2 separate regions of the Gasterosteus aculeatus genome follow, and region 1 is linked to region 2. A link is a contact called in public Hi-C data. All regions are on one chromosome and are shown on one strand. Each heading gives the region's core, a stretch centred on a gene start, on an enhancer-like site or on the middle of the called end of the contact. The rest is flanking DNA. Distances are from core to core; before and after follow the strand shown. Region 1 holds the start of net1 (neuroepithelial cell transforming 1). Region 2 has its middle 14 kb from the start of LOC120817096.

Region 1 (5,373 bases), core at 971-3,470, 77 kb before region 2:
GACCACAAAGAATCCATTAACACCTTGTATACTTGTGGCATTTTTTAGCTGGCTAGAATTGAGAAGCCTGAAGTTGGATGGAACTAGATTTCACACAGAGGTATACACTTCTGTGTAAAAATCTTGCTGTGAGGCGACAGTGCTAACCACCACGCCACCGTGCCGCCCTGAAATCGTTCTAGTTCTAATTGTTTTAGATAAATAGAATAAATCCTATTTCACGTATACATTTACTCACAATGGTTGTTACATAATTCTTCTGTCGTCTTCCCTGCAGGATCAGTGGCCGGGAGAATGACAACAAAGTCAGCTCCCATCATTATGCTCACCCATCATTATATATTTGCATATGTTTGCGTTGTCTAAGTGAGACCGAGCATCAGTGTGGAGCTGACAGCACCAGCGCTCGACTGTCGTGTCAGCCTTGGTTTGCTGTGATGTTCTGATTGAATTTCTCTCTGTTGCTTGGGGCAAAGTTTCAACCACCAGCTGTCCTTGTTGCCGTGCTGCCATGACAACCGCATTCATGTTTGAGACATATTTCCTGCGCTGTCCCGTCTGACTGCACGGCTCATGTGTTGACAGAGGATGGACTGCAGGGAGGATATGGGGCTGTGGGGCTTTATGAAGAATGGCTTTTCATGGGGTCCCTGTTGTTGTGGTTGCACTTTTTTCGGTATGTGGTTGTGTTTTTTATTTTACTTAATACACACGTTATCTGGCATCATTGTTCATATTATTAATATTATCTAGCAAGATGTGTTCGGTAGAGGGCAGCTCTTTGAACAAAGCTAACTCTTCGTCTAGACACCAAAAGTCTTTGAGAAACACACTCCATTCTAACTGAAAAACAAGCGTTGATGTATGCAGGCAATCAGACAGAAGTCATTATAGAAGATACCATCTGGCCAAGTACCCATCCTCCTTTGTTGTGACGAGCTGCAGCATTGTGTGTGCTGGTAGTTCAGTGAGCTGTTAGTGAGTAGCAGAAAATGATGTATATTTTATTAAAGTGTGGATTCCTTCATGACATCTGTAGTAAAGTTATGGACCCTTAGTAGGCTTTTTTTTCCTTAAGGAGCTACGATGCATTTAAAATACCTTTTTGAAAACAGATGGAGCTGTTAACTCGGACTCATTTCACCGTTGCAGCTGTGACATCAAAAAAACATCTTCCCCTAGAAGCTGGTTTCATATGGTGGTTTAGATGTGTGTTCCCATTGTCTAGCACCATTTGAAATCAGTGTTCTTGAGGACAGGAGGACAGCTCCGGCAGTGAGTGAGCCTCTGGAGGACATGTACGACACTGTCCTCTCCCCTCCTCCTCTTTCTCCTCTAAAAGATAACTGATTTCTATTGGTGCATAGAGCCCGCTGCAGCCTTCTAGCACCATTTGAAATCGGTTATGAAACTGTGGATCAATGCATCTGTGAGTCTTCGGAAAAGTGCAGGACGAGCAGAAGAAAGTAACCGCGGCTTTTTGTCTCTGGATTCAAACAGGAAGAGATCCATCAGGAGTTTGAAGGACACTCACGGATGTTGTCTGTAACATCTGCCATTTATGGATAACAACTTGATCTTAGCTCTAGTAAATCTTGCTTGTGTCTTTTATAAATATATATTACATAATGTGAGTTACTGGTGTCATTTTCACTGCCAGAAACAAGTCAATGTTCCTGCAGTTCACACTAACCACGACTAGAGGCTGATAGCAGTTATAGAAGATGCCTTTGTGGTTATTGAGTTGGTACAATGTAAGAAAATTCACAATAAAGCACATTTCACCTAACAATAATTCAAGATGTTTTTAAATTCCTGTAACTAATTAAATGTTTTACATCAAAAAAGATGACTGAATCACGAGCGATAGCAGACCGAGAGGAGGAGAGTGAACAAGACCACAAAGGCCTTTTATTAGAATAAGCGCCCAGGGAAGAGACTGCAGGGGAGGAATTATCTGAACATGAATCTTTGTATGTTGTCGATCTATGAATCGCTATGGGCGTTGTTTACCGTGACGTCCAAAAAGATACAGTCATAAGCAGTGCCGAAGTCCCAAAGTCACATGTGATCAGTGTGATCAAGATGCAGCCTGGGAGACGCTGATTAAGTTATTGTGTTGTGGTGTGCATGGACAACCTAATTAATGCTGTTTCTTTTAAATTGCATTCTAATTACTCCAAACGGAGACGCTTGTGTCGTTTGCCCTGTAGCTGAACTGCCCTGGCCCCGCCCACTTAGGGTCATCGTCTAGCACGAGCGACTCTGTTCTTCTCTCATTGGTCAATTTGCGGATTTCCGCCATATTCAAAAATAGTGTCGAGCCCCTGCTATTAGTAGTCGTAGAATAGATTTGTTGTTATTATCCTGGCTGCCTATTTCTCCCTGGTCTCTGACATTTGAAATGGCCTCAGAGGAAACAAAAAGACAACCGAGCACCGGCAACCCGGAGAGGAAGAGTTCCGCAGATGAAGAAGGGTCTTCGCTCCGGGACAGCGGGACTCTGAGACGGTGAGTCCGTCTCTTCCCTTCGGACTATAAAGCCCGATAGAAGCGCTCGCTAATTGGAGACATTCATACCTCAGGTTAACATTAAGGTCACTTTGCAAACTTGTGTCTTGGAGCGAAATCTGCCAAATAAATAACGTCAACGTCACATGGCGATTCAGCAGGTTTTTAACGGCATCATATCGCCGCCGGGTGGCAGCATCGGGCCTTGCTGCTGCTTATTGAGCCCAGCTCTCTGTCACACATATAGGAATTTGACTTGGTGCAATATAAGAATAAAATAATTAAGATAAAGTAAGATAAGATAAAAATATACAATTAATAATATAAAAATAACTATGTTAAAACACATATGTATGTCCATAGTGTCTTTTTTGCAGGTTTGGATCCTTATCATAATATTTTAAATATTTATTCAGATGTGGTAATTTTTACTCCAGCTGATATGATCATTTTTAAAGTCTATTCAAAGTTGTATTTGCAAAACGTGGTTCTACTCTAAAAAAACACATAGAGAATAATTTATTCAGAAAAATGCTTTATTAGAGGGTATTTTTTGAAAATGGTAATCAACAACACTCATGTGACCTCCTTATGTGCATATATAGTTAGTGTATATGAGTCTATATTTTTAGACCGATGTCTTTACGAAGACCCCATTGGGTAGTTTTGCTAAAATATTGATTGGATCACAGCGATCAATAAGTCTTTGAACGATCACATCGCCATGTCAGTATTGGTTTAAGACGGACTTTGAACCTATTCTACCCGTCCCCAAAAACAAACTAACCGCAACAAAGGTTCCTTATGAGCGTAAACCTTCCACAAGCAGTCCCCAAAACAGTGAGCCGTCGTGCCTCCTGTGTGCCGCGTCTCTCTGTGGTTAGAGGAGGTCTCATTCTGCAACCACACTGCACACTTCTCATTGTTCTCCGGTGTTCTCCTTGTTTACTTTGTGGGCATGAATGTGACTGGCTCTTGAATAGCGCCCCAGATCTCATTTGTTTCAATGCAGTTTATCTGATGCGATTTCAGACTTGTGCCTGACATCCAATAAGGTTTTTTGGATTGCGAACCCCTGCAAGAGTTCCCACTGGAGTCTTTTCAAAGGCTTTCCATGTTGTGTGCCAAAATGACCAAGCCCTGCTGCCAACCGGCTCTGTAGACCAACATGGAAAACCGTCACCCGCTATTTGACCTCCATAACAAGGTTTATGGAGGGAAAACATTATGAATGTTGCCTGAGAGAAAATATGGGTTTGATTTTGACAAGTGAGACTGGCATTAAATACTAGACGGATGGTGGAATTCAGCCGTCAGAAAAAAAGTTTCAAAACTCGTGAACTCAGCATTGTACGTTCACTGTCTATTTAAAGCACGTCTGAAACAGCACATTGGGTGGGAGGACAGAGGGCGATGGGATCGTTCTCTTGGGGGCTGTGGCTCAAAAATGCTGCATTCGAGTTGTCAACAAAAAAAAACCTCCGAACAACTATTCCTTGAGCTCTGTGGAAAACGTCACAGCGTCAAGGAAAGATGGTCAGGAGAATTCATGAGAATTTAGGAAAAGACACCCGCTGTGTTCAGGGAGTCCGACCCCACTCTCACTAAGCTACGTACTTACAATGCAAGAGGAGACGCATGTTAGTGAATAGGGGTGGATTTTTCAATTTCTCTCGATTCTCTAGATTTGGTCTTGATTCAGAAAAGTTAATAATCGGAATATTTTTTTTTTTTTAAAAGCCCGTCTCGCGCGAGCAAAAGTCTCTCTTGCGAGATATTTGCTCGCTTTTCTACCTGCTCGCTGTTTTCTTTTTGACAGTAAGGGGGCGGAGCCAGTCACCATGGTCTCTTCACCTGATTGGTTACAAACCGCGTCTTTGGATTGGCTGGAGTGATGCATTCACACAACTATAGAAGCCCATTTACGCATTAATGTAAGGGGATCGAAATTATGAGATAAACGTTGTCAAAAAACAAACGCCCCCCTTCGGTAATCGTAGTGGACCGTAGATGACAACCAGCTACAACCATCATTTACCATCATTACCGGCACATTAAGAGCAATGCGTCCAGCTCTCAGACCGGTCCGTCAGTCTGAATCTAATATCTTGCCAACTTTACCGAACTATGGAGGAGCCTGCGCATATCTTACATCATTATTTCGATTTTCCAAAAAGTCGATCTGTATTGAAAGTTGGCAAGATATTCACAGATTTGGACTTTTTTCCGGTATTTTACAAATATGGACCGGTCTGAGACTAAGAGCAGCTTTTTCTTCATTTAAAAGAAAAATGATTGTTGATAGAAAATCATATTTGTGACAAAGATTTTTTTTTCTCTTATAAAAAATTAGAGAAGGTAATTCATCTGTTGATTTTCTTTTAATTATCAAATAAAGTAGGAAGTGATTCGCAACCTCTCAGTAGCAAACTCAGATTTGAGAAAATTTAGAAAATCGAGATTCATCAATAATCGTTTTATCAGTTTAGAATCAATAATCGGTTTAGAATCGATAATCGGTTTAGAATCGAATCGTTGACCTCTGAATCGGAATCGAATCGTGAGGTGCCAAGAGATTCCCACCCCTATTAGTGACGTCAGTCTGCAGCGGCAAAACAATTTATCGAAAGATGGACTGCAAAGAAGCATCTTAGATGCCTTAGTCCATGTGTTGTTACAGTGGTGAGTCATGCAGACAACATAAACCAACCAGGTTCAAGGTCTAACTTTATTAACAAGGTTGCACTATGAAGGAGTTATGCTAACAGTTACTGTACGTGATCTGATCATCTCATGATCGATAGTTCTCGTGAACGGCCGTGATACGTCACTATTTAAATATTGCCGCCTTTCCTGTCGTGA
Region 2 (5,342 bases), core at 485-2,984:
AATGAGCAGAGGCAGGCTAAAGCGCCTGTGTGAGGAACACCGTCCTCTCCACTCTCGTCAAAGTAAGCCCATCGATTAGGCTGCTTGGGGCGGGTGAGAGGGGTTGCAGATGGTAACACAGGACCTTCACCCAGGAAGCCGCTTTCAGGTCCCGTTTAAAAGAATAAGACCGACCCATACTAGAGTGTCTGAAGTTGGGAGTGAGACTGTGTTGCAGCTCGGAGGGGACAATTAAATGGATGACTTTGACCTTGACTCTACCCTCTGCAGAACCAAACATTCGAATATGACGTTGAGCGAGAAGTGCCTTGCAGTTCGTGCCAATAAGTTACGTAACCCAGCCTCTATTTGCCAAAATCTCTGGTCATTATAAAGAAACTGCATCATTGACATGTTTAGTTTTTACTGTTACACAATGTTCAATAAATACTGAGCACTGGTTTAAACAATGAACTATTACATTTACTGACATTACATTTCTGTCTCAGCAAACAGTTAACCAATCAAAAGCAAGTTCTCCAGCAATAAAGAGGTTTATCGTACATTCATGAACATGCTGTGCATCAGTCGGGGCATTTTTACAATCTCACCACTTCCCCTCCTTCTCCCCACTGCTCTGACTATTAACATACTTCTCACCTGTTATGGAGAGCAATGTGACATCACAGTAGGTCTCTGTTACAATCCAAGGATGCCAGAGTGGATGGTGGCCTAGTAAATGACTGTCAGCACAGGAGGAGCAGTCTGAAAACACGGACCTACCTGCCGCACATTCTGTACTTGAGGGTTGTTGTTTAGGGGAAGGAGTCAGAGTACAATGCTGGCCTTAAGTGCTGTTATAGACCATGAGTTGTGTACACATTTGGACACTGTGTAAAAATGGGGAATTTGGTGAATCATGATTGGATTTGAGATTTGAGAGTACATGTTTTCTCCTATCGACCTTTACCAATAGATTTACCAATTTCTAGGTTTAAGCCCTGTCTCATAGACCCCGTCCTGACTAGGCTGGTTAAAGTACTTTGACCTCTAATCAGCACATCTTTACTGGACATTATGAACCCGTCTTTGTTGAAAAGACATACCCCAGTCCTTCAAAGTATTTGTAATCAAACCTCTTCTTAGGAAACCTACTCTTGATCCAGAGGTTTGATTTAGAAATGGTTAGATTAGACAAGTTATTAACTAATGCTTATTGGGGGAAGTTAAAGTGCAATCAGTAAAGTATAGATCATGAACTAGTTAACTCAGTAATTAATGGTCTTTGCAAAAATGTAACCTCGCCTACACATTGACGGTTCAATTCTATAAAATCATACAGCTTTGTTCCGATAAAACTAGGTGAATTAGCATCCGATTTAAGGTCAGTTCAACTGAAAGCATCTGGATTGTGACATTTGGTCTTAATGATGGCTTTCTTGTATTGTTCATTTGTGTCTGCGGCCTTAGCCTAGAGTAGGTCATTAGGTCTACTTACAGGTAGCATGCGGTCACGGTACATCAAAATTACATAATTGGGGGTTTCGACTATCAACCATTTGTCTTTTTCATTGCATAGAGTTTATGACTGCATGTCAGGTTGGGTATATAACTCACCTGCCTCACCTTGAGCTGCAACATGAATATTAGTTTGTGATGGACTACAATAGGGAGCTGCAGTAATGCAGTCCGTTCGGATGCCGCTGATTACTCAGATGTACTGAATGCTAAAGGCGTAAATTTCCACCTTTGGTGAATACCTGAGGGGGAACGTTTGGTTACTGTCAAATGTGTATGAAGCAACGACAGTGACAGCCTAGAAGACTATGTTCCCTTCAAATGTTTCCTCAAGGTTTGTCACTGCATTTGTATGTTGGCTCATTGTCCTTCCTACATTCCTACATATTTTGAATATTGTTTCTACTACTCTCTTACTGTGGCGGGTCGGGGAGATGCTTGGTTGAGCGGATCATGTTGGTATTAATGATTTGTTTGAGGGGGGTTAACTACAAGTGAGGTGATCATTATCTGAGCTGTAAAGGCCCAGTCATTAGTAGCTTCTACTGGATGAAAACCACCTTCAACTAAAATGAGAGTTGGCCTCACATGAAGTGCTCTGCTCAATACTACGGCCCAAGCAGCAGAGCTTTGGCCTTTTGCTCTCCCCGTACAATAATAATAATAGTAAGAAAGGGTGAGAAACCGTATGGCTCAGAACAGCTGGGAGACGGACAGTCTTAGTGGCATTCCAGGCCTTCTGGAACCTCTTTGGGGAAACAGAGCAGGCCGACCCGCTGGCTTCTGCTGAGCAGGCGCGCGTCTCAGCAGCTGAGCGGCGGGGACAGAGAGGGAAAAGCATCTGGGAAGGAAACTCTGCTCACTTCATTTGCACTGGAGATCGGGCGACTCTCGGTCAGGGGGACTCCCTTCCCAAAATACAACCAGATGGCTGCTTTTGAAGCCCCCCTTCGCCTGTGTGTGTGTGTGTGTGTGTGTGTATGTGTGTGTGTGTGTGTGTGTGTGTGTGTGTGTGTGTGTGTGTGTGTGTGTGTGTGGGTGGGTGTGTGTAACCTTGGGCGTTGTCGTCCAGACACACACACACTTAATTTTCTCAGACCAAAGCAAGTCTGGTTTACTGTAAGTGTGGGAGCAGACTAGAGGGTGGAGACCAGAGTCTAAACTGGCTGAGAACAATTGAGTGCAGAAAGGAGTCTTTAATCTAGCGAGTCCAACGGAGAAATGATACGATAAGAGGATGCATCGTCTGAATCTGTATTTTTTTTTCCCCCGTTCTTATTCAAGAAGTGCGTTTTCTGGGTTTATCTTATCTAAAGATCGATTTTATCAGAATCCGACATGCTGCAAGAGGTCAGTGTCCCATAGGATTATCAGACTTCTTACTTAACCCAGTTAACACACTGTGGGGCTAAAGATGGCAGAAATACACAGATGTTCAATCAAGTTCTGAAATGAAACATTTATTTGATCTTTCGACTTTGTGTAAAATCTTAATTCAAACGTCCAAAACCGAAAGAAAACTCCCTGAGTGCGTCATCTTTATTTCTTTTCACGTGGTTTGGGATCAACTGGACAGCTGCTGTGTCTCATCGATGGGATCCCAGAGGGTAGTCCTTCTTCAAAGTGCTGATTAGACAGGGAGGCCGTAGTAAGGCTGAGCTCATCCTGCAGGTCACAGCAGAGGCCACAGGTTCAGACATGATGTGGAAAAAAGTGTCCGGAAACACACAACAGAAAGCCAGAATTGACTTTGATGCTGCATCTTTGAATGTGAAGAGTTAAAATAAAGTAGAGCCTTCTCATTCAAGTCTGTTACAGGAGTTGGTTTTTGTCCCTAGGTGCATATTTCAGCCATTGTTTGTGGCCCCTTGGTGTGGAGAGAGATGTTGAAGAGAGATAAACTGACAATGCAGGGTGTCACGGTGGTGTGGTGGTCATCACTGTCGCCTCACAGCGAAAACGTCCTGGCTTGTACTTTACCCAGCGGCCTTTCTGTGTGGAGTCTGCATGTTCTCCCCGTGTCTGCGTGGGTTCTCTCCGGGTACTCCGGCTTCCTCCCACAGTCCAAAGACAAGCTATGGGGATCAGGGAGATTGGTGGCTCTAAATTGCCCAAAGGTGTGTGAATGTAAGTGTGAAAGGTTGTTTGTCTCTGTGTCAGTTCTGCAACCAAATCAGGGTGAAACCCGTCTCTCGCCCGATGTCAACTAGGATGATCTCCAGCCACCCGCAATGCTGCATGAAGGCTGGATGGAAACTGACAAGGTGAAGTTGCGTCTGGTTTAAATGGGGGTTTGGAAAATACCCCAACCGGTTTTGGAAGAGATATTAAACTGAGATTTGGGTAACTGTTCCAACAACACATAACCAGCTCTAAACATTCCCAGCAGACATGGCTGAGCTCCTGATCAGTTATGGACTCCACAATTGTCATATTGCATATAAAATATACTATATTTAAGTAGAGGTGTACTACACTGTTCCTCCACTCAGGGTCTCACACATCCAAACATGATTATCATTAACGGAAATCCTTTTTAAAAATGCATAGCAGCGAATGACCGCTATGCATTTTTTTTTTAAAAAAAGGTCTGTTTGATCCGAGGTGATTTTTGGGGGCGATTTGTGGTTTATGTGCCTCAAAATGAACAGATTCTCATCTCACATCTGCAGCTCATTTCAGGGAGCTGATTTCCAGGATGCGGTGTCTGGTGGGGCAGGGTGGCACTGGACCATCAAAGCATCCAGCGCCCTTGTTTATCTGATTTTCAAACAAAAGCCCCCCAGTTCCTGCCCGCTTATCTGCCCCCCCAATTGTTTTCCTCCTCACCTCTCTTACTGCCAACAGGTCACAAGACAGAGAGCGGGTTAATTAGTTACAGCAGAGGGACCACGGTAACAGGACGAGTTTCCTTGGTGCCCTCTGGGCCTGAACGCATGCCGACTGGAGGTGGGGGGGGGGGGTCACTAATACAGTTGTTGCGAATGACTTCTTTGTAAATGGTGCGACCTGGTGGTAAACTAGTGCAACTGGGTTTTTTGTTGGAAACACAAGTTTACATGTCAAATAAAAATGTACTTTAAAGCACCTGAAATCCGGTGCAAACTAATCCAATTAATAGTGAGAGTACAACATCTTTCATGTTCATTTATTACTACTCATTAAGCCTTTATTTCCACCACAATTGACAGTGACAGGCACATGAACAGAGAAGCGTTTCTTTTGTTCCACTCAGTGGGTGAATATGGGTGTTCACGGGCGATGAACTCATTCTCTTCATGAGGTAGCTTCAAGGTTTCTGGGATCAGTCCAAATTAAGCTTGTGGTGTGTTTTAGCTTTTTTCCTCACTAAATTAAGTCTCTACTTTCAGTACTGAATGGTGGTGAAGTTCTTTATGCTAGCTATTAGCTGGCATGTAGCATGGTCAGAGCATTCTTCTATGATTCATGTTTTTTAATACTCCCTTTGCGAGGTTTAGGAAAATATTAGAAATGGCCACAGTATGTAGTGTTGGTGTCACACCTGTATGTCTAGTTGCGTCTTTGTCCTGTCTCCACGTTTGTTTTCGTGACTTCCTGTTTATTTTGAAGATTAACTCTCCTCTCGTTTCAGGTTCCTTTCCCTTCCTGACGTGTCACCAGTCTGATTGTCCTCCCTGATTCCTGATTGTGTCCACCGGTTCCTTCTGTGTTCATAAAGCCTGCATCTCCCGACGTCTTGTGCCAAAGTGTCGTCTCACGTCGTCGTACCAGCCAATGTCCAAGACCCGTGGCCATAGTTAGTCTAGTCTCGTGATCATAGTTTTCACCTTGTTCGAGTGATTTTTCGTTGTTGCTCTTTTGTC

Evidence for each region. A called contact is a pair of places that touch in the nucleus more often than the background predicts.
Region 1: a Hi-C map of tail fin shows a contact between it and region 2, with 6 times the contacts expected there. The contact joins the promoter of net1 here to the enhancer-like site in region 2. A contact is called at or near these places in 5 of 6 Hi-C or Micro-C datasets (liver, skeletal muscle, tail fin and 1 more).

Annotation. Positions count from the first base shown.
Region 1 is chr4:22,486,929-22,492,301 of fGasAcu3.hap1.1, reverse strand. net1 (neuroepithelial cell transforming 1) reads left to right here and starts at 2,220. Exons shown (of 11, transcript XM_040174798.2): 1 at 2,220-2,511. The coding sequence starts at 2,405. LOC120818524 (a long non-coding RNA gene) reads left to right here. Exons shown (of 4, transcript XR_013467387.1): 4 at 278-1,634.
Region 2 is chr4:22,409,728-22,415,069 of fGasAcu3.hap1.1, reverse strand. No RefSeq gene overlaps it. Among protein-coding and RNA genes, the nearest start is that of LOC120817096, 14 kb to the right of the region's middle. Within about 2 kb of position 1,734, at least 1 of the 9 cell types and tissues checked has open chromatin away from gene starts, as enhancers often do.